Linked DNA regions of Mus musculus: all the other regions are linked to region 1. A link is a contact called in public Hi-C, HiCAR-type and promoter capture Hi-C data. All regions are on one chromosome and are shown on one strand. The core of a region is the stretch at or near the end of the contact, and the rest is flanking DNA. Distances in the headings are between cores, read along the strand shown. Region 1 holds the start of Ppm1f (protein phosphatase 1F (PP2C domain containing)). Region 2 holds the start of Mrpl40 (mitochondrial ribosomal protein L40). Region 3 holds the start of 4930588K23Rik (a long non-coding RNA gene). Region 4 holds the start of Mzt2 (mitotic spindle organizing protein 2). Region 5 holds the start of Cebpd (CCAAT/enhancer binding protein (C/EBP), delta).

Region 1 (5,175 bases), core at 1,127-3,626:
GGCCCAATTCCATCGTGAGCAGACTGCAGGAACACAAACAGCTCAGTTATGTGGTTAGTTTGGGCTTGGGGAAAGACTGCCCTACAGGCCTTAAACCCAGACTAGTTATTCCATCTTTAAAATTCTATACTGAGGTTTCAACCTACATGGGCCTCTTAATGTACCCTTTGTTTTTTCCTGCGGTTGCCCCCTTTATGTGGAACTCTAGCAGATACCCTTAGCTATCTAAGCTGTACTCTATAAACTCCTGACCCCGTCACCTTCCCCCTCAGACACATACACACACACCCATCAGTACAGCCTCATTATCATTGCTAACCTGTCAGCCAAGAACAATTAGGACTAGAGGTGAACTGTCTTAGCAGCTGTGTTCCTAGGCATCACCTTTTCTGCTCTGGAAGCTGATGAGATCAGAGCTGCAGGGCGACCTGTATTGTGGGAGGCATGCAAGATCTCACAGGCTAGCTCTCCAGTGGTTTGTCCCCCAGGCACTGCAGGTCCCGTTTCTCTTACCTTGAGATTGTGGTGCATACTAACATGAGGAAGTCTGTTTCGTCAAGTACAACATCCTCCCAGCACTGTAGAAGGCACCGTGGACCTCTTCTATACATTCTAGCCCTATGGGAAAAATTAATATCCAAGAGAGAGCCAAAATTCCATTAATCACCTTTCCTCACTGTGATAAAACACCTGAGCAAAATTTAAAGGAAGAAAGATGGATTTGGGCTCAGTTTGAGTCATCTCTGGTAGCTAAGAAGAGGAGAGAGGAAAGACTGGCAAAATAGACCTTTCCAGGGACTAGAGCTATACACTCTTGCAGGGCACACATACTCATGACCTTCCTCCATCCTAGTTTTCGTTGTCTCCTAATAATGTCATTATTATGAATGATGAATCCAATAGACTGATCTGCTGATGTTAGCGTCCTGATGATCCATTCACCTCCCAAAAGCTCAAGTTTTCAAGAGACTTCCAGATTTCAAATCATAACAGCTCCCTTTAAGCAGAAGTATTACCAAGTTGTACCCCCATTGTAAAGAGCCTGGAAATTCTAGAACAAAGGGTTTGAGGTCCTTTCCTGAGATTTTTAAAGCCTAAGTAATACAGCCAGTCTCTGAGTGATAGAGGCTAGTGTGGTAGGGAGTGTTTGCACTCACTCTCATAGTGCTCAGAACAGGTTTCTGGGAAAGGATTTTGGGAACTGGGAGAGGACACAGATGAGAGACCTGGAACTGAGCACTCTGAGACCTCCTGGCTCTACCCCACAGCTTGGCATGTCTTGATGAAGAGGTTTGAGCTAAGCTGGTTGGTATAGCTAATATTGGGAATTTAACAAGAGTAAAGGCTTTGGCATAGTAGACTACAAACAAGACAATCATGGTGACAGCAACCTCAGGAAAGGGTACATTACAGATATGTCCTTGGCCTAGAGCCTAACAGGGCCAGGTTCCTAGTGCCTGCTTTTGCTGTCTTCTCTGTATCACCCTCTACCTCATCAGGTTATAAATGACCTCAAACCTTAATCAGGTTGAATGAACCAGGACTCTACTTGCGTAGCAGACAGACATTCTCCCCACCATGCCAGTACACACACCCATCTATTGGTTCCCCAGGCTCATGGGTTCCCTGAAACCTAATCAGGTGACAAGTTCCTAAGACAATGGGGTCTGATGGCATGTGCTTGTCAGCACAGTTCTGAGACATAAACAAAACAAACAATTGGGTTTTTTTGTTTGTTTTGTTTTTGTTTTTCGAGACAGGGTTTCTCTGTGTATCCTTGGCTGTCCTGGAACTCACTTTGTAGACCAGACTGGCCTCGAACTCAGAAATCTGTCTGCCTCTGCCTCCCAAATGCTGGGATTAAAGGCTTGCGTCACCATGCCGGAACAATTGTTTTAAAAGCCAGGTGACAACCTGGAGCCAACCTTGTCTTTAAGACTGCCTTTGCTACCCAGTGCACTAAGAAAAGTGTCTCATTTCCTGCTTTATAGCCCCAGAGCTCAAGCTGCTCAACGAATTCTCAGTGGCCATGCAGTCCTGCTGAGCACAAAGGGCCTGGAACCCTTAACCACAAAGCCCCTGGGGCCTGTGGTTAAGTGGGCAGGACCACAATGAAACTTGAAGGGGTACTCTCCACACTGTACACAGGCAGTGTACACGTTCATTGGTATAAAATGAATATAATGTTATACATGAAAATATTTTCTAAAGTCTCTGATGGGTGGCCAGTCCTGAGCAGTATGAAGCCGCATCACTGCCCTGAGACTGATCACCACACACGTTGTGAAGCAATGACTGAGCATTGTGAAGCAAGGACTGCTTTCTGCCCAGTCAAGGCTGGAGAAGTGTAGCAACGCACTGGCTATTGGGGCTCTTGTCGTCCCTGAAACAAGAGAGCAGAGGGACCAGCAGGAGGCAGCAGAGGTGCGCCCGAGGCCCGACTGCGCTTGCGCAGAGCCTGCGGCGCCTAGGACGGGAAGTAGGCGGGGCTGCCCAGAGCAGCTCGTGGGGAGCACTGCGGCAGGCTGGCAGGTGAGGCCCGCGGGGTGCAAGGGATGAAGAGCGAGGGTGAGGGTGGAAGACTCGGACTAGGGTGGGGGTCATGTGGGGGCCTGAGATGCACGAAAGTGAAATGAGACTGAGGACGAAATGGAGAGGTGAGAAAGCACTAAGGCCAAGACCGGTTTCGGGTGCCTGAGCCCATGGGACTTTGGGGGATAGCTGTGAGCAAAAAATCTGAGCAAGCCGCCGCCGGGCCCTGGTGGCAAGGCGTCGGAAACTAAAGGCACGGAACTGGGAATCCATTGACACCCTCCCCCAGGGCTGTGTCTGAACCGAGGTCCAGGAGGAGGCTGAGAGCTGTGAGGCAAAACAGTACCAAGGAGTGACAATCCTGTTTTCAAGGATCATTCCCTCTTATCTTCCAAAACATGAGGGCTAGGCCCACGGCCCTACCCTCAGCCCTACTAGTGACGACCCGGACTGGGACCACATTTTCAACCTGAATGCCCAGCCCAGTGGCGTCCCTAAGTGTATTTAAAGCTAGTGTTTTACTTACCACCTGGTTTCAAGACGCAGGCTGAAGCCATTGGGCTAGATTGCAGTAGAGCCTCAGTCCTGAGAGCCTTGGGCTTCACCGTTACAGTTGTGTGGTCTCAGGCCAGCCCCCTAAGCTCTCCGTATAATGAGGAGAAAAGGGATTGTAAGGATTTCTGCAGACTAACATCTAGTGAGGCCCAGTGGAAGGCAGTGGTCTGCCCTACCAAGGCCGCCTATTTCTAGGCCCCTTGATTAACAGATGTGTTCACAATGTGCCCTGGGACAGCCCTGTGAACTGTTCCCACCTAAGGAACTGAACGAGAGCTGCCTCTACCTCATGGTCTCAGTGTTCATATTCCTCCCATCGTCAAATTTTACTTTTACTCAGCGGCAAACTGGGATGGAAGTGGCCAAGTCACTGGGCACCAGATTCCTCAACTGAGTCCTGCTTTGGTGACAACTAATATTTGTGACCTTAGAGTAACACTTTCCTCCTACCACCTGGTTTTTTTTTCAACTGCAGTATGACCTGATGGCATGTTTTCCCACACAGTTCTGAGACATAAACAAAACAATTGTTCTAATAACTGTTAACCTCCCACAACAGATTAATTTGCAGAATTCCTCTGTGATGTTGCCTGAAGCCAGTCTTTTCTGGAAGACTGTCTTTGCTACCCAGTGTACTAAGGGAGAGTTTTCATTTCCTGTGTGATCCCCCCAGACCTCAGGCTGCTTACCTCACTCTAGTGGCCATGCAGGCCTGCTGAGCACAAACAGCCAGGACACTGACCACATGGAGCTTAGGATCCCTTTCAAAAGAAAAATGGCAGCACAATAATATGGCTGCACAGAACAGCCCATGAAAGATAGTGGGGGGGGGGGGTGTAGACATGGCTGGGGTGGAGTCCATCTATGTTCAGCGTGCATATGTTCTGTAGGTTGAATTTCCAGCACCAATAGAAAGAAACATAGTCTTAAAGTGTGTTTTGGCATTTTTGTTTTGTTTTGAGACAGGGTCTCATGGAGCCCAGGCTGGCCTCCAACTCATAATATAGCTAAGATTGAACTTGAACTTGTAATCTATCTCCATTTGGCTCTATCTTCCAAGCACTGGAATTGTAGGTGTTCACCACCATGTCCAGTTTTATCGAGGAACCTAGGGCCTGTGCCTTCAAGGCAAGTATCACCAGTTGAGCTACCCGTCCAAACCCTACTCCACACCCTTTGGTTTTTGTTTGTTTGGGGGGAGGGTATTTTAGTTTTTGCTTGGTTTGGTTTTGATTTGGTTTTTTTTTTTTTGTTTTTGTTTTTGTTTTTTTTGAGACAAGGTTTTACTCAGTAGCCCAGACTAGCACCAAACTGATGTCAAGGCTCCGTCGGTTTCCCAAGTGGTTGGTAATGGTTTCCCAAGTGGTAGGATTATAGGCATGAACCACCATGCCAGACTAAAGTGATAGTTTTGTTGTTTTTTTTTTTTAAAGATTTATTTATTTATTATATGTAAGTACACTGTAGCTGTCTTCAGACACTCCAGAAGAGGGGGTCAGATCTTGTTACGGATGGTTGTGAGCCACCATGTGGTTGCTGGGATTTGAACTCTGGACCTTCGGAAGAGCAGTCGGGTGCTCTAACCCACTGAGCCATCTCACCAGCCCAAGTGATAGTTTTTAATGTATATTTTGCTATAATCTTTATAATAAGCATTTATAAATATAAATAAAATCTTTTCCATGTATGTAGTAAGATATTGGTTAAGATCTAGAAGGATTTATACCAGACTATTCCTAGCAGCCAGTTACAAATAGAGAAATAAGAGTTCTGGGGGGAGAGGGGGTTGGGGTAAAGCTCTCTTGATAGACTGCTTGCCTAGCATGCATGATCAATTCCAGCACCACATACACCAGAAGTGGTGCATACCTGTGATCCCAATACTGGCAGGGAGGAGACACAAAGACCCTAAGTTCAGAGTCTGAGGAGCAACTGCTAGCTCATACGTACAGAGAGGCACACATACCAGAACCGGGAGGACCCAGCCAAGTGTCAATCTGGCCAAACCAATCAAAGCAGTGCAGCCCTGCTTACTGACTTACACACACTCATGCACATGGCCCTCTCTTTCTGAGTCCTTTGCAACTG
Region 2 (5,175 bases), core at 1,467-3,966, 2.0 Mb after region 1:
TCTGAGACAGGGTTTCTCTGTAGCCCTGGCTGTCCTGAACTCACTCTGTAGACCAGGCTGGCCTTGTCAAACTGTCTCTGCCTCCCAAGTGTTGATATTAAAGGGGTGTGCAACCACTGCCCAACTTTTTTTTTTTTTTTAACTTTTATTCTTACACAGTCCTAGCTTGCCTTTAACTGGCTATGTTGTCAAGGATGTCCTTGAACTCTGATCCTACTGTCTCTACCTCCAGACTTCCAGCCTAGTTATTTTCTACTACTCCCAGTATTCTGGTGCTGGGGATTAACTTAAGGCTTTGTGCATGCTAGGCAAGGATCCAATAAACCAAGCTACATTCTTAGCTTGGAAGTGCCAGTCTGTGATTCAGGTGTATCTTAAAGCTGCCCTGAGAAGTGAACGTGCTGAACTAAGGGAGTAAAAGCTCATTCACATTTGAAATGAATTTGTGATTTACAAAATGCTTCAAGACTAAAAGAGACAGGACAGTAAAAATGACTGCCAGATTTTTTTTTTTTTAAATCAGTTTCTGGGGTGTTGAGAGGGCTCCGTGGTTAAGAACACTTGCTGCTCTTGCCGAGGATCTAGGTTTTGTTCCCAGCACTCACATGGCAGCTTACAACCATCATTGATTCTGGTTCCAAGGGATCTGGGACCCTCTTCTGGCCTTTGTGGGCACCATGCATGTAGACATAACACATTACAAAATTAGCCATGTCCTAAAGCTTTGGCAAGTATCTGATTTACTTTTAGGAACACACTTCCCAGGCTAAATGTGGCATTAGGAATAATCAAATTTGAAGCTGGAGAGATGACTTAGGAGTTACAAGGAGTGCTTGCAGATCTTAAACACTGGAGTTTGGTTCCCAGAACCCACATCAGGGGCTCACAACTGTTTGTAACTAGGAGAGCTATAACCCCTGACTGGCTTTGGGCACCCCAAACACATGTGTATACATATGTCAGGAACATAAACATTAAAAAAAAAAAACCCTTAAAGCAAACCTTTTAGCAATAAACTAAATAAAGCCCCAAGAAAGCATCCAAAGTTCCTAGAGTAACTATTATTAGTCTTTGAACCTTTCTCCCACTCAGTGAATCAGAATGAGCAGGGAAGAGCAAGGCCTATGGAAATACAGAAGTTAAGATATGCCCTTTGAAACACATAAGACTCCTTAAATCTAGCTGCTACTTATTTAAACTACTCAAGTAGCAATACATATATGCTATGCTATCATAGTACAGAGCTCCTTCAAAGGACAGAGGCATCCACTTAAATTTAACTATTAGTTCCACAGACTGAAATCTGCTTGCTAACCCAAGGTTGGGCACTCTTGCTTTGTTTTGGTCATATGCATACACGTGTTTCTCATACCCCAAGAGCTAAGGGTTATGCTGGATTTTACCTCATGGGGATGAGATCCCAGAAGGCCAGTAAGGAAGCTCTCTGGTGGGTGTGTCTGACGTGTGCCTGGCAGGTTCCAGGGATCCTGAAGGAGAGAAGGGTATGTATAAAGATCTGGGGAAAGAGAAGGCACATACACATAACTATAGGTCTTCCTAAAACCCGGAGGATGTTTGTAAGTATCTATTTTGTATTTTTTTCAGACAAAAGTCTCCCTAATTCGGGCTATCTTGCAACTTGAGACAATTTTCTTGCCTCAGCTGCTCCACCATGTCTAGTTCATTTGTATTAGGCCAGCAAGGTCAAAGTGAGGAATTTACAGAACTCTGTTTCTCACTGGGGCAGAGCCTTTACTTGCTCTGGCAGGATCTTCTTCTTCTTCTCCTTCTTCTTCCGTCTCTCTGTTTCTTTCTGTCTCTCTCTCTCTCCCCTTCTCTGTCCCCTCTCTTTCTCTGCCTCTACTCTCTTCTCAATTCCCCTTCCCATACCCACAAATAAACTCTATTCTATACTAGACCTGTCTAGTATATGACTGGTACCTCGAGGAAGGAAGGAGGGATGCTTCAGTGTGGACCACTGAGTAAAGTACCCCCTCCCACTGTACTATACGTCCCTTCTATAAAACATATCCTTGGATTTTTAAAAACACATTGCTCTTCTTCCTTTTTTTTTTTTTTTTTTTTTTTTTGGGTTTTTTTGAGACAGAGTTTCTCTGTAAAGCCCTGGCTGTCCTGGAACTCCCTTTGTAGACTGGGCTGACCTCGAACTCAGAAATCCGCCTGCCTTTGCCTCCCAAGTGCTGGGTTTAAAGGCGTGCTCCACCACGCCCGGCGTCTTTTTCTTCTTTTTAAAAATGGGGTGTAATATAGCCAGGTTTGTATGCAGCTGTTACGACCTTGACTTTCTGACCTAGCCTCCACCTCCATAGTGCTGGGGTTGCAGGAGTAGGCCACCACTTAAGCACGACTTAGGCTTCACACTTGTTAGGCAAATAGCCTGTTAAGTGAGTACACTTCCAGTTCGGATTTTCATCCGCAACAGATGCGGTAGGCTCATGCCCAGAAATAATCTGCGAGCACTAGCGAGCAGCTACGGGGCAAAGCCCGCGCACGCGCCCTGGGTATTCTGCCACCCGCGGCTACACTCACCAGCTCCGAGGCCGCAGAGCCCGCGCAGCACACAGCATCACCCCGGTAGCCATAGTTTTTCACGCCACCCGCTGGCGGGCAGCTTCCGGGAGCACGCCCCTGGGCGGTCCGACCTGAGGTACCCGGTCGGGTCTGGCAGGCCTCGGCCCGGAACTCGCGGGTCTGGGATTCCGAGAGGCGGGCCCGCAGCTGGCCCCGCCCCCGACGCAGCCCCGCCCCGGGCAAGCAACGGTGGCTTCGCCGCGCCCTTTTGCGGGCGTCCCGCCTTCTGTGGATGCTGCGGTGTTTTCCTGCTCTCTGCTCCGCCTGGCCTATGTGTTTACATCTATGAAAACGCCCCGCTCTTCTAATAAATGCGCCCGTCTGGCCCCCTATCCTTCACCAGCCTAGTTCTTTTATGCATGCAATCGAGCTCAGGGCCCGCTGCCGTCTGCCGCTAGATGCATGCTGGCGCCCGCCCGGCTGGCGCTCGCGAGATGCCCAATAGCGCGAATTGATGGATGGCGGAAGCTAGTTACTAAGCTGGACTCGGAGCCGCGGAGGTAGAACTAGAGATCTGCACACCACCCTGGTTCTGCATCGCCGGGCGGGATCTCAAGGCTTTGCCAGCCTGCTCACACCGACCCTCATCGGCGACCACATCAGTGGCAGCGGAGTATCCCCGTCCTCCCCCCCCTGTCTACCGAAGAACCGAGGCGGCCCGGTCCGCGTAGGGAGCGGTTTCCCGCCGGGGCGATTTGGCAGGTGCGCGCCGTGACTTCCGGCGTTGCCCGGGAGCCGCCGGAGGAGGAGCGGCGCAGGGGATGCGGCTGTGGCGGCGGCGGCGGCGGCCGAGCGCAGGAGGCGGCTGTGGCGGCGGCTGGGGGCACGGGCCGGCGATGGCGCGGCGGCGCTGAGGGCAAGGGTGGGCGGCGGCCGGAGGGCGGGCGGCGCGGGAGGAAGCTGCGGCAGCTCCATGGCCCAGGCGTGCTGAGGGACACGGCTCTGGCTTCAGCCCGGCAGCGGCCGAACAATGAAGCTCTTGAAGCCAACCTGGGTCAACCACAATGGTGAGTGCACGCAGGAGTCGTGGGCGGCCGAACCTGCATCGGGGTGGGGTCTGGGATTGGCTTGCGGCGGTGCTCAAGTCCTGCCCACCTTGTCCAGACGCTGGTGCCGGGTGCTGGAGCTGCAGAACGGGCAGGAGCAGACTTTGTCCCCGGCTCTGGGACACCGGCGAGCCCGGGCACGTGCTTCGGGCTGGTTGCAGCGAAGTCCGCCTTTGCCTCAGGCAATGGCGCTGTGTCCTGCGCCGCCCACCCTTAATCTGGGATGCCTGGCTCTGGTGAGCCGGCTTGGGTACCGACCTGGTGCTGCCATCCGGCTTCACCATCCAGTATGTGCTCAGATGGTTGTGAGTATGAAACTGGGGCGACATCCCCCTTGTGGCCTTTCAGCGGCTCGGTGAATCTGCATGAGATACTTACTGGCTGTATTGCCCTTTCTGAGGCCTGGAGTTTGTGACAGTGCCCCCACTCGGGCTATTGCGATCCTGGAATGGGAAGGGCCTGGGCTCAGGTCCTACGGAGGACCACGAAAGAACCACGTTTAATGTAAGGATTGGGGCTTCAGATGACTAAGATTGGGGCCAGTGGTGCACAGGAGACAAGCGACTTTGGATCCGTGATAGTGACTTCAAATAGCAGATTCCTACACCCTGGTGGAGAAAGCAGCCGGTGGCATCCAGTTTTGTCGAGAACTACTGCAGGAGGTTGTTTGCTCTCTGCCGAGCGAGTGAGGAAGAGCTAGAGCCTTTCCCCCCAGCTAGTACTTGAGTCTCTGGAAGGACCCGAAGGAAGCACGAGGAAGCAGCCAAGCTCTGCTGAAAGAGGAAGGGTCTTTCCTCCTTTCTACTTTGTATTGCATCTAGAGGGAGCTACAGTTGTGTGTGTGTTTTTGTGTGTGTGTGCGCGCGCCCGCGTAAAAGAAGGCAAGTAGATGCATTTTTCTCTTTTTAAAAATCCACGTGGCCAAATTTAAAAAAAAATTGGTCCTGGGTGCTTTTTATTCACAGCCGAACTTTTTTTTTTTTTTTTTTTTTTTTTTTGGAGGGGGAGGGGGCGTTCACAAGGAAGATCGTAGACGTAGACTGGGTACGACATGCTCTCTACATTAAACAGTATGATTCTGAAGTTCAGCTAAGAACAGATTTTAAAGTTTGGAGCCTAGTCCGAGCAGTGGTGGAGCACACCTTTAATCCCAGCACTCAGGAGGCAGAGGCAGGCGGATCTCTGAGTTCAAGGCCAGCCTGGTTTACAGAGTGAGTTCCAGGACAGCCCGGGCTACACAGAGAAACCCAGTCTCGAAAACACACACACACACACACACACACACACACACACACAAGTTTGGAGGCAAGAAGGTTCAAAGTTCATTTGAAATCTAGGTGATGGGGAGGGGAAAGAATATGATAGAACCATACTGTATGAAAAAATTTTTTTTGTTTTTGTTTTTTTGTTTTTTGTTTTTTTTTGAGCCAGGGTTTCTCTGTATAGCCCTGGCTGTCCTGGAACTCACTCTGTAGACCAGGCTGGCCTCGAACTCAGAGATCAACCTGCCTCTGCCTCCCAAGTCCTAGGATTAAAG
Region 3 (5,175 bases), core at 1,125-3,624, 1.7 Mb after region 1:
TGGGGACCAGCCGTGCAGGCAGTAACCAGGCCTCAGCCCTCTTCCTGAGCCACAAGGCCAGGCTTGGGCAGGCAGCCCAGTCCAGCTGCCCCTGCTCTGGGCCCCAAGAGGGGGTCAGGAGCTCAGCACCACCCCTGTGGCCTAAATATAACCCGAGCAGGCGGCTGGCCGGGAATAGAGACCTCTGTCAGCCATGAGCAGGTGTGGTGGGAGGATAGTCATTGTGATTGGCAGCAGGGTGGGTGGGCGGGCAGGCAGCCAGTCACAGGTCATGTGAGTGTCCGGTGGCAAGACTGAGGGTGGAGCCTTGTGTCCTCACAGGACTGCCTGGTGCCCGTCTCGCCTGCTCACCCATGCCCCATGTCTAGGCTGCTGACAGGTTCTCAGGAAGGATGGACACCCAGCACACCAATCTGGCCTGACCTGGCCACTGTGGCTGGCCACATTCTGGTCTCATGGGGACAGACCTGGCCAACCAGTCAAGTGCCACCACTGAGCATATTTGAAGTCCTATCTCTGGTACTTCCCATTGTTCCTCTGTCCTTGACTCTGGAGCTTTCTGACCCCTGTACCCTCAAGACCCCTGCTACCCAGTGATTTTATCCTTATTCTCTTCCATGGCAACCCCCCACAGCCCCTGGATCTCCTAGACACCTTGAGTCCCTTGGCCACCTCCACTGCTTGGCCAGTGTAAGTGGACTTGTGTTACAGCCTCCAGCCTGGAGGTAAGGTCTTCTGAGCTCTGGGTCACTGGAGTAGGAGCAGGGCTCTAAAGCAGTGCATGCAGCTCGGCCCACCCATGTCCACTCTCAGACAGCATCCTGGACTCTGGGTCTTGTCAGGGCTTGCCTCCCAAGTCCAGCACATGCCCATCCATGTCTTCAGCTCCACGTCTCCCCAGCACGGGCCTTCTCTCCTCTTGTCTGTAGCTCAGACCATCAAATACACTGAAAATCACCCCTCGGATCTGGAAAAAAAAACAGAACCTTCCTGATTTCTAAGTGTGCCAAGACCCTGGCTCAGTGATGACAGCCACAGGGGCAGAGACGGAGGCAGCCTGAAGCACAGCAGGGTCTAGAGGTCTCAACTGCCTCTTCAGGAGCAGATGCAGATGGCAAGAGCAGGCTGAGGCAAGAGTCACTCAGTGTGCCCTAGACTGCTCTGAAGGGTTTCTTTATTTAGTAACGGGTGTTTGTCCAGTCTCTATAATGTACCTAGCCCTATACTCACCACGTGACTGAATGCCAAAATTGAGCCTTAGGAAGGAGCCACAGGGACTGTGGTCTGAGAAGAATCTTGAAGAGTTGGTCCTGTTTGTCTAGCTTCAGCAACCTTCTGACATCTCTTGAACAGCCCTGTGATGAGCAGATCCCTCCTAAGAGATGAACTGGGGAGCGATAGCCCAGCCGTGCCTGCTTTCCAGGGAGCTATCCTGAAGAAGAGTGAGCAGGGGGCTTGGCACAGCTAGACAGGGACTGACAGGTAGTCAGTCCCTCTCACTAGGCTCCTGGGACCCCAAAAGGAGGAACCCCAGCTCCTGGCCCTGCCCATACAGGCCTGGGTAGGGGCTGTGGTATGAGCTTGTTTGTTCTTCGGCCCGTCTTTCCAGTTTGGAGTCTGGGTGTACAAGTGGGGCCAGGGGCCTAGACACAAGGGAAGGGGCTCTGACAGGGTGTGGATGGGGAAGGGCGGGGCCAGGTGCTGCGCTTGCCTGCTACCCTCACCTACCACTCTGAGCTATCTGTTTCCCAGTGGTGCCCTGGATGCAGGGTCTCTGGAAGGGCCCCGGGTCTGGGAACCCTCTGACCTTAGGAGTCCTAATTAATTCAGTCTCCTCTGCTTGGTGTCTGTGGAGTTCTTGGCCTCTGTGTTCCTCTGAAGGGGACCAAGAGGGTCCCACTTTCTCCTCCTGGACCCCCAAGTCCTATACTCTGTGTTTTCTTCCCACCCCAACTACAACTTCCTAAGTACCTCTCTTACTTCCAACAGCATCCTGCCCTTTACTAAATATATGTGGAGAAACCAAGGCCCAAAGAATGAAAGATGTGGAGGAAGGAGGTGTCAGGGGCAGCTCTGGCTGCTGGAGACACTCTGGCTATGAGACACCTGGGGCTCTGGAGGAGTAAGCTCCTGTGGGCATTTTCCTGGCTCCAGATTGTCAGAGGTATGACTGCAGACACCACCACGAAGTTCTGGCCTGTGAAAAATTCAAGGCCCTGTGTAATTGGCTGGACCAGAGACTATGAACAGCATCTGTCCCCAGGGAAGGGAACAGGGCAGCAGAGGCTGATGTGAGTGCTGCTCCCACCTTCCTGCCAGTGACCCTTCCACCAATTTCAGAACTGGGAACCCCGAGGCCCAGAGGCCCTGCACAGTATGCAACCTCACAGCAAGGCAATGATGGTGGCAGGCCTGTCCTGTCTAAGGAACACAGAGGTGAGGGAATCCCCTTGACATAGGATGACAGTGTAGCCATGGTCAAGCTTGGCAGGTTGTGAAAATGGTAAAAGGAGGGCAGTAGAGCTGGCAAGTGATAGCCCCAGGTCAGTGGTGATTTCTGCCAGGCTTGTGAGGAAGTTTTCAGACTGACCAGGAGCCCCACAGGCAGGTACCAATGCTAGGATTCTCTCCAGGGTGTGCTCTGCTCTACCTCAGCCATCCAGAGCCCTGTCCTGTCTGCAGGTAATGGGTCAGAGCAGAGAGTTAAGGTGAGAATACAGCTAGATTGGCTTGTGGTCCCAGAAAGACTGCCCTTTCTTTCTGGGCCTTAGTTTCTCCATCTATAAGATAGTGAAAATTGCCCAAGAAGAGCTGTGACAGGCTCATGACTTAAGGGTAAGATTGTGAGCAAGCTCTGCCGATCAAGAAAACCAGATCTGCCGGGCGTGGTGGCATACGTCTTTAATCCCAGCACTCGGGAGGCAGAGTCAGGTGGATTTCTGAGTTCAAGGCCAGCCTGGTCTACAAAGTGAATTCCAGGACAGCCGAGTTCCAGGACAGCCAGGGCTACACAGAGAAACCCTGTCTAAAAAAAAAAAAAAAAGAAAAGAAAAGAAAACTAGATCTGAGGACTGTGGTCTGGGATAGCTGAACCTGCTAGTACAGTCCACCCTAAAAGAACCCCCAGAGTAGCCTTCCTCTCTTGGTGTGCCCTTGCATTCATGGCTGGACCAGTCCTGGAACATACTTTAAGATTAGGTCCTTTCTGGCCATGGTGGCGCACGCTTTTTAATCCCAGAGTTCCAGAGGCAGAAGCAGGAGGAGATCTGTGAGTTCCAGGTCAGCCTGGCCTACATAGTGAGACCCTTTCTCAAACAAACAAACAAACAAACAAACAAACAAACAAACAAACAAACAAAGTTAGACTCTTAGGTTTTGACTGCCCCAGCACAACTCCAGCTGCCTTGCCATGCACTGCCCTCCTCCAGTATGTTATGTTCTAACCTTTCAAGGCTGACTGGAGGGAAGGTGAACTGGGGTCAGGGGAGGGAGGGGACAGAAGTTTGGAGCCAAGACAAAGCTTCATGGCCCTCTCTTACCCAGGCCATGACAGGAAGAATCCTGCCCCGTGTTTCTGTCACTATGGATCAGGAAGCAGCACACAGATCACCACTTTCATGTCTGTAACCCCAATAGACATCACCAGTGGATCTCAGATCTCTTTCTTTACTGGATGGAAAGGCTCGGCTTAAGTTCCTCGGCTCAAAACCAGACCCTGGACATGGACGTGCTCACCCAGATGGTGCCTAGGTAGGGCAGCTGCTTGTTTATTTGGTCCTGGTCTGGAATGGATTCAAGACTTCTGATGGTCTTACCTGAGCGTGGAGACCTGGGAGAGGGACCGTCAGGTTGCAAGCCCCACAGGTCTCCTTCCCCTGTGCTCAAGGAGTGTCTTGCAGGGAGTGTCCGTAACTCCCTGCTGTCAGAAACTACCACCCAGGGAACAGAGCAGCAGGTGGGGGTCTGCTCTTCTGTGCTGGCCCTGCCCCCATGAGGCTGAATGGGCGCCTTGGTGCAGCTCCGGGGGCCCCAGAAACATTTGCTTTAAGTCTTAAAATATCAGGTTCCCGAATGGCGGGACTTCCCTGGGGGCTGGCAGCAGGCAGGAGGGATTTTGAGAGTAAGATTCCCTCTGGCTCCGCCCCATTGGCTCCGCCCCATTGGCCTCCACTGAAGCCAGGCAAATGTTGTGGGTAAGCCAACAGGGCTCCGACTGGGCTCCCATTCTCCTGCTGGAGGGAGCCTCCTACTCACTCGTCCATCTCAGCTTCTCGGATGCCCCTCTGTCCTCTTCACAATGTGTGCCCTGGTGGAGGCCGGGCCCTGACAGCTTCCGTACCAAGCTTCATAGCCAAAGCTTGATTCTACAGGACCCAATAACATCTTCAGCTAAAGACGATTTAGATGAAGTGCTGTGTACCCTAAGCCTGTGTGCAGCCTTCTTTCAGACCAGAGAAACTAGGAAGAAATGACACCAGGTTAATATGGAGCTTAGTACTCCCAGTGGCTTTCAAGCAATAGGTATAATTGCACAGGGTCTTGAAGGGTGAGTAGGAGTTTCCAGATGGCTCAGGTGGGGAGGCTCATTGGCTCAAAGATCTGGGTGGTACAAGCTGGTACCTGGTTCTTGGACTAGAAGGGAGACTCTGTGGGTACAGACAGGGACAGAGGGATGTTCGATCCACTTCTTAGAACATATAGGAGCTTGGCACGGGTGCCACCTGAGGATGCAATTGAGAGCTATTAGAGATTCAGGTATTAAAAGCAGGGAGACCTTCTGCACACAATCTGGGGGGCGGGTAAGAGAGTCTCCCCAACAGCTTGTTCTGTCCCTTAGCATGAAAGCAACTTCCTCCTACTCCTGATGCCCCAGGGACCACTGCCAGGAGGAAGGCACAGCCCCCACACATCCCCACTCCCTCTCAGACAGACCACCAGCCTTGGCCCTAGGGACTCTCTTCCATGCAGAGCGGGAATTGGAGCCAGGCTGCAACAGCTGGGTCCACTCCTGCCCACCCCCCCAGGCCTACCACTTTCATTCCCAGGCCCCCAGCCCAAGCCATTCCCAGGCTGTATCTGTCCCCAAACACACTGCTTGGGATGTGGTCCGACCAGGCTTCCAGAAGACCACCAGTCAGGGTGTTGCCTTCCTCTGGCTCCCAGGATGCAGAGTCT
Region 4 (5,175 bases), core at 815-3,314, 1.0 Mb before region 1:
TACAGTGCCCTGGTATTGTAGCTCAAAGCTGCCCTGGCCTTGTGGGACAATGGCAACTTCCAGCGGCAGAGTGCACATCAACACCAAACCCACAGATTAGACAATCAAATGCCTGTGACAGGAGAAGATGGGCAGCAAGAGAACCAGGGTGAGGGGTGGGGGCAGGGAGGCAGGTGCTTGGGAGGAGGGCCATGGAGCAGACCTGGAGAGGCTGCAGGCCTGAGGGAAAGGTTACCCTTGTTTCTCTTCCACAAAGAGAAAGGGTGATAGAGGCCAGAGACACACATTGATCAGAAAGTGGGTGGGTCAGCGTGTATGTGTGAGTCCCCAGGCCTGACAGTCTGCCTTCACTGGGCCAGACTGCTCACTTTACCCCACCTGGATTCCTTCCATGTGGTTCTTGCACTTACAGGCAGGAAATGAGCACTGGACTTGCATCCACTTGTCTGGGAGGACAAGCTGTATTTCAGAGGGTCCGACAGGCAGAGAGAACAGATGTAACAGATAGGATGGGCAGGCTGGAGGACCTGAGATCCCTGTTACACTCTGCTCACCACCATCTGCTTACACCTGGTCCCACTCATGACCAGGCCATTCACACCTGAGAACTGGGTGAATCTTTCTGTCAGACCTCTACTTTTTGTCCCAAAGGAATCAGATGGCTTCAGTCCTGCAACCCAAAAAAATCCCCAGATGAGAGGTGTTCGGGCCTGGCCTGAGATGAACAGGAGCTAGACGTGGCCCTCGGAGGGGGAGGCGTTGTCTGCTCTGCTCTCTGAACACTTCCTTGAGGCTGTGTGGTAGATGGAGACCAAAGCCATGTTTATTCCTCTACCTGTGCAATGGAGGCATGATGAAGAGGTGAGAGGGAGTCAGAAAGACCAAGTCTAGCTTGCTTGGACCAGTCTTTGGTCCAGCAGTACAATCCGAAAGGTGGAGCCAACTAAAGTCCCTGAAAGGTGGATGGGTCTGCAGACCTTGGGAGGAGGCCTATAGACAGGTTGAGCAATTCTAAGACAAGCCGGCACGAGGTTCTCTACTCCTTCCCCACCTCGGCCACCCTCTAGGCAGAAGTACCCAGCCCATCTCTAACCTCGGGTCTCTGATGTGGATGTAGACAGAGATATGGGCACCGAGTCCTGGGGATCGCTTGCCAGCCGCTGCCCAGCACACATGGACTTCAGCATCTGGAAGACGGCGAGGGGAGCCACATTCAGATTCAGCAAGTCCACCAGGATCCTGGGGAAACAAATGCAGTGCTTAGCGAATACTGAAAGCCACAGGGCGGACATGCTCTAGGAGTCGCGCCAGCTGGGTCACCGTCTTGAAACCCCTTAAAGAGACACGGATATCTTAGAGTAGCAGATGCAGGAATGAGGAGTCCTAAAGCCGGCATTATCTGTAGGGAGTATGAGCTCAAAGTCCCGACCCCCGCTTTCTCACTTGAACACATCGGGGTCGATGGCGGCGCCAGCAGCCTGAGCTAGCTCGTACAGCTCCATCTCCTCGGCCCCCAGCACTTTCTTCCGCCGAAGCGCCAGCTTCTGCAGCGTTGCTGTCTCCAATCCTGTGGAAACCGCGAGTGCAGCACCACCAGCAGCAGCCGCCGCCGCCGCCATTCGTATAGCCTGAAAAGGGATCTGTGTTGGACAGAGTCTCTGCAAGTCAACAGCTCCAGCACCGAGGCGAGAGTTCCAAGAGGCCTTTACACAGTCGGTTACTTGACTTGTTCGGAACGTCTACTGTGCACAGGGCAGTGTGCTAGGCATGGGGTGGGGTGGTGGGAAGCTGATCACTGCCTGACGATCAGACTTGGACTGCTGGCTTAGGTAGCAGACCCCAGAATAGTACCTGGCATATACCGGGTACTTAGCAAATGCCTGTTGGATGACGAGTATTCACGATCTCGTGTAATTACCAGTTCTGTTGACGGTCCCTAAACAGCTTTGCTTTTAAACGGATACGCACTCCTGTCCCCCGACCCCGAAATACATAAACTTGGGGAGTAAAGAGCAACTGAGGACGTCACTGCGCACGCGCCTTGTGGCCAACTGCTTCTGCACTTGATTGGCTTTTGCTTTTGCAGGCGCTTTTCCCGGGAGGTTGAGCCGCTTTTCCCAGTAGGCAGGGGTGTGGCCTGACGCGCAGCTTGATGACGCTATTTCCGGGTTGTGTGTCTGGATAGCGGCGTCTATTTCTGAAGATAGGTAGGATGGTCATTTTGAACTCAACACGTTAGCTTGGCCGGTGTGTTGAGAACTGCAAATGTTTGGCCGGTTACCATGATTGTCACTGCCATCGGGAAAGAGTGGACCGGGGGAGCCGTCCAGAAGTGCCTACACAGTGAAAGGGGACCAGGAGGGGCATCTAAAATTTGTGCGGGGGCACTCTTGGAGATATTTTGTCTCCTGATGCTTTGTCCATTTTACATTACTAGTCTTTTGCATATGTGTGTGTATCCGTATGTGTATGTTTGTTGATTGGTGTTTTTATTTTTTCAATTTGTTTTATTCTGGCTTGATTTTTTTTAAATGTGCCTATTTGCTAGAAAAGAGAGGAGGGAGAGAGAGAGAGAGAGAACTTGAGAAGGTAGGGAAGTGGCAAAGTTCAGGGAGGAGGTAAGGGAGGGAAATCATGATCAGATTATAGAGTATGAAAAAATATTTTCAATATAAAAATATATTGGGTGAATAGTCTTCATTCTTAGGGGAAAACGTATTCATTACCGGGAAGGGGAGAATTTAGAGCATCTAGTCAGTTCTCAGCCTTCCTTCTTTCTTCCTTATACTGAACACAGCTTCCCTGGTTCTGCACTTCCGGTCTTCATATTTGGTGAACCTTTGGCCAGTCACCAAGGTCCAGATCTAAGGACTAAACACCATTTCCATGTTGAATGGTGCGTCTGTCACAGTGAGGACCATGGTGACAGTAAGCTGCTGGTGACTGTGAAGAGCCAGTGTGGGCTGTGGGGAATGAGTCTGGCTCCAGGAGCAGACATTACAGGATGTATGTGCATCTAATCTGGCACCTGCTTCCCAGGGTGGAACATCAGGTGCTTGTTTGCAGGATTCCAGAATATCTCAGGTTTTCGCAGAACTGTGGCCATGATGTAAATGTAGGGCCTCCCTGCCTCATTAGTTTATTGTAGGATTGATGGCTCCAGGAACCAGCTCCTATTGGTCAGAATGCCCAAGAGTACAAACTGGAGGCAAATCGAAGTGAGGCACAGCATCATCTCCCTAGCCAGACAACTGTTACCTGCATGCCATCAGCTCTGCCTGTTTGTAGGAGTATATCACCTCAGGTCCATGGATGGCCAGTGTCCATTCATAGAAGGAAGGTCAAGGTAGGGTCATTGGACCCTCACATAAGTCACTCCGCCATTTTCATATAATTCTGACATAATCATACATGGCCTCAACTTTAGGAAAGTCCAGAGGACTAAATTGCACAGACTTAGAGACCTTAATAAAGGGCTCTTGTACTAATACGCACTTAAAAATTCAAACATTTATGTACACACAACATGCTCATACAAAATCTCTCTCTCTCTCTCTCTCTCTCTCTCTCTCTCACACACACACACACACACACACACACACACACACACACTGTCTTGGCTAGTGTTTTGCCAACACGACACAAGATAGAGTCATCTGGGAAGATCCTCCATTGAGAAAATGACCCTATCAGATGGCCTGTGGGCAAGCCTGGGGTGCATCTTTTTTTTAATTGATGACTGATACCAGAATGCCCAGGTGACTATGGCTGGTACCGCACCTGGGCATGTGGTCCCGGATGGTATATCAGAGCAGGTTAAGCTAGCAATGGGAAATAAGCCAGCAACATTTCTCCATGGCCTTTGCACCAGCTCCTACCTTTGTGTTCTGTCTTGAGTTCAGGCCCTGATTTCCACAGATGATGGATCACAACTTGTGAGATAATATGAGCCCTTTTCTCCCCAAGTTGATTTTGGTCATGGTGTTTTATCAAAAGAATAGAAGCCCTAACTAAGGCCCATATTGTTACGTATTCTTTCACACTGTTATACTCTCAGATGCTCACATGTGACTCAGTGTCATATACATTCACAACCATGTTGCATGCAAGTATATATTCTCACACTTGAATGCTTACATGCCTGCATGCTCACACTGCACACACAGTGTGTTAAACACACAACCTCACACAGAAATGCTTGAAGCAAGTAAACATGCCCTTACATACACATAGTGTATTAGTCAGGGTTTTACTGCTGTGAACAGACACCATGACCAAGGCAAGTCTTATAAAAAACAACATTTAATTGAGGCTGGCTTACAGGTTCAGAGGTTCAGTCCATTATCATCAAGGTGGGAGCATGGCAGTATCCAGGCAGGCATGGCGCAGGATGAGCTGAGAGTTCTATGTCTTCATCCAAAGGCGGCTAGTGGAAGACTGACTTCCAGGCAACTAGGGTGAGGATCTTATACCCACACCCACAGTGACACAACCATTCCAACCAGGTTATACCTATTCCAACAAGGCCACACCTTCAGATGGTGCCACTCCCTGGTCCAAGGATATACAAACCATCACACATAGTAACACCCTAATACCTTTATACATCTTTGAACATACGTATACACTCTTCGCTGACTAGTCTTTCTCAGCTTAACTCAAACTTACACATTAACAGAGTAGAAATCTCAATTGAGGAATTGCCTCTATCAGTTTGGCCTGTGGTCATATGTGTAAGGTGTTTTCTTAATTTCTATTAATGAAAGAGGGCCCAACCCACTGTGGGTCATGCTCTTCTTAGGCACATATGGGTATGGACTGTAAAAGGTAACTGAGCACACCAAAAGAAACAAGTCAGAGGAAGCAAACCAGTAAGCAGCTTTTCCCCATGGTTCCTGCTTTCCAGTCCTACTTTCCATACCTCCTTTGGCTTCCCTTGTCGGTGGACTGAACTGTAAGCTGAAATAAACACTCCTTCCTTCCCAAGTTGCTTTTGATTATGATGTCTATCACAGCAACAAAATGTAAATTGAACATGATGTTACACACTTTTACACCACAAAACACACACAATATATATACACTCATGTAAGCATACACAATCTTAAGTACTTTTCTTCTCTCACCCACAGTCACACATTCACACCTATTGTTTCCTACACATTCACACATGGA
Region 5 (5,175 bases), core at 1,047-3,546, 1.0 Mb before region 1:
CAATATGTAGCTCAAGCTGGCTTCAAATCCATAATCCTCCTGCCTTCACTTCTTGAATGCTAGGAAGTTTTACTTCTCTTCAAGCTTGATTTCATATTTCATTTTACCTAGAGCTATCAGGAAATGTTTTTAGAGTATTTATACATATTTGAGTATCCCATCTAGAGAACTGTTCTTGTATGGAGTGAAATGCACAAGCAGGACCTCAGGGAGATTGGTTGGTGTGACCAGACTGATCTTCCAAGTCTGACAGTGCTCTGTGACTCTAAGACATATCAACACTGCTAGGCTCCTGAACTTTTAAATACCAAGGTTTCCAGAATGTCCACATAGACTGGGTGTCATTGGAACCTCCAATATGTTCCATATGTGACATTGCTGAGGACAAGGAGAGGGTCTCAAGGATTCTAGCCAGAAGGCTTTTGGCAGGTGTGCTGAGAAGAGCTAAAAATGATGTATTTCTCACAGGAATAAGGCATGGGAAGTGTTCACATTCATCTTGAGTACATTTCATCTATAAAATTATAGATTAACTCAATTTATAGTTTAGGAAATTATTTTATATAATTAGTTTAATTTTTATGTTGAGCTTGAACACTTTCTCTATTGGTGGCTGCTTTTAGGCCTACATGGTTAAGTCATTTTGTTGCCACCCACGGTGCTAGGAAAGGTCCTTGAGATTGGCACAGTGTGTGGGAACAGTCATGAAAGGATCACAAATGACTGTCACAGGGGCTAAACTTTAACAGCTCTCAAATGTCACACTATATTCATGCTTTGTTGTTCTGTCATGTTGCCTTTCTCCATTTCTGGAAAATTGAAAAGTACGCACTGGTTGGCGGGTTTCTGAATACACAGAGCTTTCAGGTGCGGCCCAATAGTGGCCACGGTAGCCTGTCCTTCTGAGACATTCTAATTGGCCCCGCTGTCTTGTAAACACAACTTTTCATAAACGTAGTGAGTGGACCCAGGTATCAAAACAAGCATGTTGTCTCACTGAAAACAGCCTCGGAATGTGGTCTCTCTGAGGGATAAACACGTGTTCTCTAATCATGCTTCTATGGCATCCAGGGCTAAGAACCACGAACGTCTCCTAGGGTTTTCCTGTGCATGCATATCACATGTGCGCTGGCTTTAACCCCAGAGGCAATTAGTTACAATAGCAACATCATATGCCATTTATAAACATCACTGATCATTATGAAATTCCAAGGCTGTGTTTACCTTTTTTTTCCAAAAAAAGCCATTAAATATTCCACAGCCCCTCATTAGGATTTTCCTCAGGAACTGAAGGTAGGAGCTAGGCTGCTCTGTGTAAATCAGCTGATGTTTGTTGTCAGAACACCTGGTGAATCGGAATGAATTAGGGGAGGGATATGAGGGACACATCTGAATTTGGACAGATGATTTTCTTGACTTTTGCTTGAGACAGGCCATCAGGCACTTGAACTCCTGGGGTTCAACTACCCACCTAGCCTATCAGGTTTGAGTAGCTGGGGTTGAAATTTCTCTTCATCTTTTCACGAATTTTGAAGAGCTGGCAACTTAACACCTCTTTGTGAGTACTGATGTAAATCTTAGCTTTCTCTCAGCAAGCCACAATTTCAGAATAATATCCCTTTTGGGTACAATTTGCAAGAAAAAGAAACAGCAAGATGCTATGCTACCACCAGGTGGCACAGCTTTAATAACCAAGAAGAAATGCCAGAGCACCCAAGATCCGCTGTCAGGTGCGGAGAAACGCACCGCGGTTAGGGTGGCCATCACTCTTCCGTTGGCTTTGTGGTCAGCGGGGAGCCCGGTTGATCTGTCCGTCTATCAGGCTCTGTTGCTGAACCTAACCTCGACGGCAGCTGGGCCTGGGCACTCCGAGAGGTGTAGCTGGAGAGGGTTCGAATTTCAGGAGGCTCCCACTGGCTGCGCTCACTCTGGACCGCCGGAGGCTGAGGCCCGGGTCCGCGAACCACGGTTCACTAGTTCTGGTCTCGTGGCGGAGGTGCCAGGACTCGAGCTGCGGAGCCTTGATCCCTGTTCCGCCTTTGCTATGTCTGAAGGCGTCCTGCTTTGCGCGTGTCGGGGCCAAATCCAGATTTTCATTTCGCTCCAGGCTTGGACGGCTAAGTAGGTCCAAACCGCACAAACAGGAAGGAGGGAAGGCAAGGAGTGCGGGCAGAGGGCGGGTCGTTCCCAGCAGCACCCCAGTCCCTCCCCGCTCCGGTCTCCGACCCACTGGGGCCGGGGCGGGGCGTGCGCGTCAGCTGGGGCTAGAAAAGGCGGCGGTCCGGCCCGGCGAGGTGACAGCCCAACTTGGACGCCAGGTCCGGCCGACGCCGCCATGAGCGCCGCGCTTTTCAGCCTGGACAGCCCGGTGCGCGGCACACCCTGGCCCACAGAACCCGCGGCCTTCTACGAGCCAGGCAGGGTGGACAAGCCCGGCCGAGGGCCCGAGCCAGGGGATCTGGGGGAGCTGGGCTCCACGACTCCTGCCATGTACGACGACGAGAGCGCCATCGACTTCAGCGCCTACATTGACTCCATGGCCGCCGTGCCCACCCTAGAGCTGTGCCACGACGAACTCTTCGCCGACCTCTTCAACAGCAACCACAAAGCGGCCGGCGCGGGCGGCCTGGAGCTGCTGCAGGGCGGCCCTACGCGACCCCCGGGTGTGGGGTCTGTCGCTAGGGGGCCGCTCAAGCGCGAACCCGACTGGGGCGACGGCGACGCGCCGGGCTCCCTGCTGCCGGCGCAAGTGGCGGTGTGCGCGCAGACAGTGGTGAGCTTGGCGGCCGCGGCTCAGCCCACTCCACCCACTTCGCCGGAGCCTCCTCGAGGCAGCCCGGGGCCGAGCCTCGCGCCCGGCACAGTCCGAGAAAAGGGCGCGGGCAAGAGGGGTCCGGACCGCGGCAGCCCGGAGTACCGGCAGCGGCGCGAGCGCAACAACATCGCTGTGCGCAAGAGCCGCGACAAGGCCAAGCGCCGCAACCAGGAGATGCAGCAGAAGCTGGTGGAGTTGTCGGCCGAGAACGAGAAGCTGCATCAGCGCGTGGAGCAGCTCACCCGGGACCTGGCTGGCCTCCGGCAGTTCTTCAAAAAACTGCCCAGCCCGCCTTTCCTGCCGCCCACCGGCGCCGACTGCCGGTAACGCGCGGCGTGGGCCTTTGAGACTCTGAACGACCTATACCTCAGACCCCGACAGCGGGGAGCAGACGCCGCCCGAATCGCTAGTTTCTTTGGGACCTGCGAGCGACAGGAAGCTGCAGCTTGGGCACTGGACTGCGAGAGAAGCTATATTAATCTTTCCCCTTAAATTATTTTTTATAATGGTAGCATTTTCTACGTCTTATTACCATTGCAGCTAAGGTACATTTGTAGAAAAGACATTTCCGACAGACTTTTGTAGATAAGAGGAAGAGACTGCGCATGCTTTTTATATTCATTTTTACAGTATTTGTAAGAATAAAGAAGCATTTAAATCGCTGCAGCTTCCTATGTTCATTCTCTCCCGCACACAACATACTGAGACTTCACCAGGGAAAAGCAAGCACCTGGGAGCCACCCGACCAGGTGCGTTGCCCACACGGGGTAAGGAGATGGACGCGTTTCCTCGCGGTCTCTATTGCCCGCGGAAGGAACACGGGAAAGCATGACTAATTCATGTGTGTGATCCCAGAGTAGGCTGACCTGGGGCGGAGAACAGTTGGCCTAACTTTTAGGTGGTTGCCGAAGGGTGAGGGGGTGGAAGAGAGCTGGGAGTCTGAAACTTGATTCCTCGTTGCCTCTACTTTCCTCAATCTAGGGACAACGTGTAGATTTAAAAATGTGTACCAGTACAAATTAATATCCTAGTATATAAAAAGGGCAGCCCCAAAAGCCAGTAATTGTAATGTTTGCGGGCTTAACCCCCCCCCCCCCCAAAGCTATGTGCCTTTCTACTAAGATACTGGTTGTTCCAACCCCTTCCCTGATCTGCACGGCCTGTTGTACAGAAAACACAAACCCTCCAGGGTCTAAATACATAGCTTTGTTTGTAATTCAAATCCCTGCCCAAAGTGCAGGCTTGTGGACTGCTGTGAGTCTGTGATCTTTGCCCTCTGCAGTTCTTCAGGGTCTCTGACAGGTGGGCAGTGGAGTAAGGTACAGAAATTTCTCTTTTATACAGCTCTCCTCACACCCAACATTGTATGGGTGACAGTGCCACCTCTGGCAGCTCCCAGAACACTAAAACCACAAAGTGTTTAGGTTGGACATTTATTTATTGTAACAGAACAGTAATATTTCAATATGAGATACTGGCTGAAGCTTTACAGAACAATCTAGCAGAGAATATTAGATACTGCAAAGAAAAAACATATATAATATTGATAAATTGTAACTACTTTAAAGCTACAACAAAGCACATTTCCTAAGCCCAAGTAGCTGCAAAATGAAGACACAGAAGACATGAGAAACACTCAAAGAAACATGTTATCAAACTTGTAGGAAGGTAAAGTTTAAAAAAATGTGTATTAGAGGTATCTTGATTTTTAATTTAAAACTATCCTATTAATCTCTTTACCAGAAAAAAGAAAGAAAAGAAACCCACTAAATTTAAAAACAGAAACACTGAGTTAACACACAGCCCCTTGCCAAGCGCACAGATGTCAGGGAGGAGGCTGAGCAGCAGTGGCTCCCTCTGTACTCAGCAGCTCAATCTCTTCCAGGGTGACGACACAGCTGCTCTGCTGTGTAGTGATGGACTGGACAAAGCAGAGTAAAGGTCCCATCTCCTTCCCAAGGACGCTCTCCACTTCATAACTCTGCAGTGATAGAAGCATTCTGGTTAAAGCAAACAGCCCTGGGTTCCTGGACATTTTGTTCCCAACAACGATGCCACAGCCAGGACAAAGGTCCTTCCTTTCATAAGCTGCAGCCTTCCTTCCAACGGAAAAGGCTTTGGGGTGGGAGTTGGGGTATGTGGATTATAAAAATCCCCTTTATCAGAGCAAAATAAACTACTTTATTATGATAATTGAGTCTGGCAGTTTTTAGTGGCTGCCTGGATAAACTGGCCTAGGACAGGATTTGGAAGACAATATGCAGAGGAAGTACTGCTCTTCCATGGGGGCTGGGCTTTTGGCTTGCATATGTCTCCCACTTCCTTTGGGGACACTTCCCCAATCTAGCAACACTTGTGGC

What was found. Promoter capture Hi-C pulls out the DNA fragments that hold promoters and counts their contacts. A called contact is a pair of places that touch in the nucleus more often than the background predicts. HiCAR-type assays count read pairs that join an accessible place to other places.
Region 2: a HiCAR-type map of astrocytes shows a contact between it and region 1, with 5 times the contacts expected there. The contact joins the promoter of Mrpl40 here to the promoter of Ppm1f in region 1. A contact is called at or near these places in 1 of 39 promoter capture datasets (liver), 1 of 115 datasets of contacts at active chromatin or transcription factors (astrocytes) and 2 of 9 other capture datasets (adipose tissue and liver).
Region 3: a contact with region 1 is called in a promoter capture Hi-C map of liver, with 4 times the contacts expected there. The contact joins the promoter of 4930588K23Rik here to the promoter of Ppm1f in region 1. A contact is called at or near these places in 1 of 39 promoter capture datasets (liver) and 1 of 115 datasets of contacts at active chromatin or transcription factors (astrocytes).
Region 4: a contact with region 1 is called in a Hi-C map of B cells, with 6 read pairs. The contact joins the promoter of Mzt2 here to the promoter of Ppm1f in region 1. A contact is called at or near these places in 6 of 39 promoter capture datasets (3T3-L1-derived adipocytes, the C10 cell line, cranial neural crest and 3 more), 1 of 484 Hi-C or Micro-C datasets (B cells) and 4 of 115 datasets of contacts at active chromatin or transcription factors (astrocytes, embryonic forebrain, large pre-B cells and 1 more).
Region 5: a contact with region 1 is called in a promoter capture Hi-C map of stem cell-derived epiblast-like cells, with 6 times the contacts expected there. The contact joins the promoter of Cebpd here to the promoter of Ppm1f in region 1. A contact is called at or near these places in 8 of 39 promoter capture datasets (3T3-L1-derived adipocytes, embryonic stem cells, hematopoietic stem and progenitor cells and 4 more), 4 of 115 datasets of contacts at active chromatin or transcription factors (embryonic forebrain, embryonic hindbrain, embryonic midbrain and 1 more) and 2 of 9 other capture datasets (embryonic stem cells and liver).

The regions. Positions count from the first base shown.
Region 1 is chr16:16,894,093-16,899,267 of GRCm38.p6, forward strand. Ppm1f (protein phosphatase 1F (PP2C domain containing)) reads left to right here and starts at 2,377. Exons shown (of 8, transcript NM_176833.4): 1 at 2,377-2,532.
Region 2 is chr16:18,873,921-18,879,095 of GRCm38.p6, forward strand. It overlaps Mrpl40 (mitochondrial ribosomal protein L40), which reads right to left and starts at 2,717. Exons shown (of 4, transcript NM_010922.2): 1 at 2,551-2,717; 2 at 1,404-1,487. The coding sequence starts at 2,603. It overlaps Hira (histone cell cycle regulator), which reads left to right and starts at 2,830. Exons shown (of 25, transcript NM_010435.2): 1 at 2,830-3,599. The coding sequence starts at 3,563.
Region 3 is chr16:18,604,288-18,609,462 of GRCm38.p6, forward strand. 4930588K23Rik (a long non-coding RNA gene) reads left to right here and starts at 2,375. Exons shown (of 2, transcript XR_384719.3): 1 at 2,375-2,436; 2 at 3,544-5,175. RefSeq lists enhancers at 1-342, 1-2,336, 136-342.
Region 4 is chr16:15,861,305-15,866,479 of GRCm38.p6, forward strand. Mzt2 (mitotic spindle organizing protein 2) reads right to left here and starts at 2,065. Exons shown (of 3, transcript NM_029354.3): 1 at 1,444-2,065; 2 at 1,094-1,239. The coding sequence starts at 1,619. It overlaps Gm41425 (a long non-coding RNA gene), which reads left to right and starts at 2,133. Exons shown (of 3, transcript XR_875934.2): 1 at 2,133-2,207.
Region 5 is chr16:15,884,990-15,890,164 of GRCm38.p6, forward strand. It overlaps Cebpd (CCAAT/enhancer binding protein (C/EBP), delta), which reads left to right and starts at 2,297. Exons shown (of 1, transcript NM_007679.4): 1 at 2,297-4,556. The coding sequence starts at 2,336. The coding sequence ends at 3,142. Spidr (scaffolding protein involved in DNA repair) reads right to left here. Exons shown (of 20, transcript NM_146068.4): 20 at 4,235-4,796. The coding sequence ends at 4,641.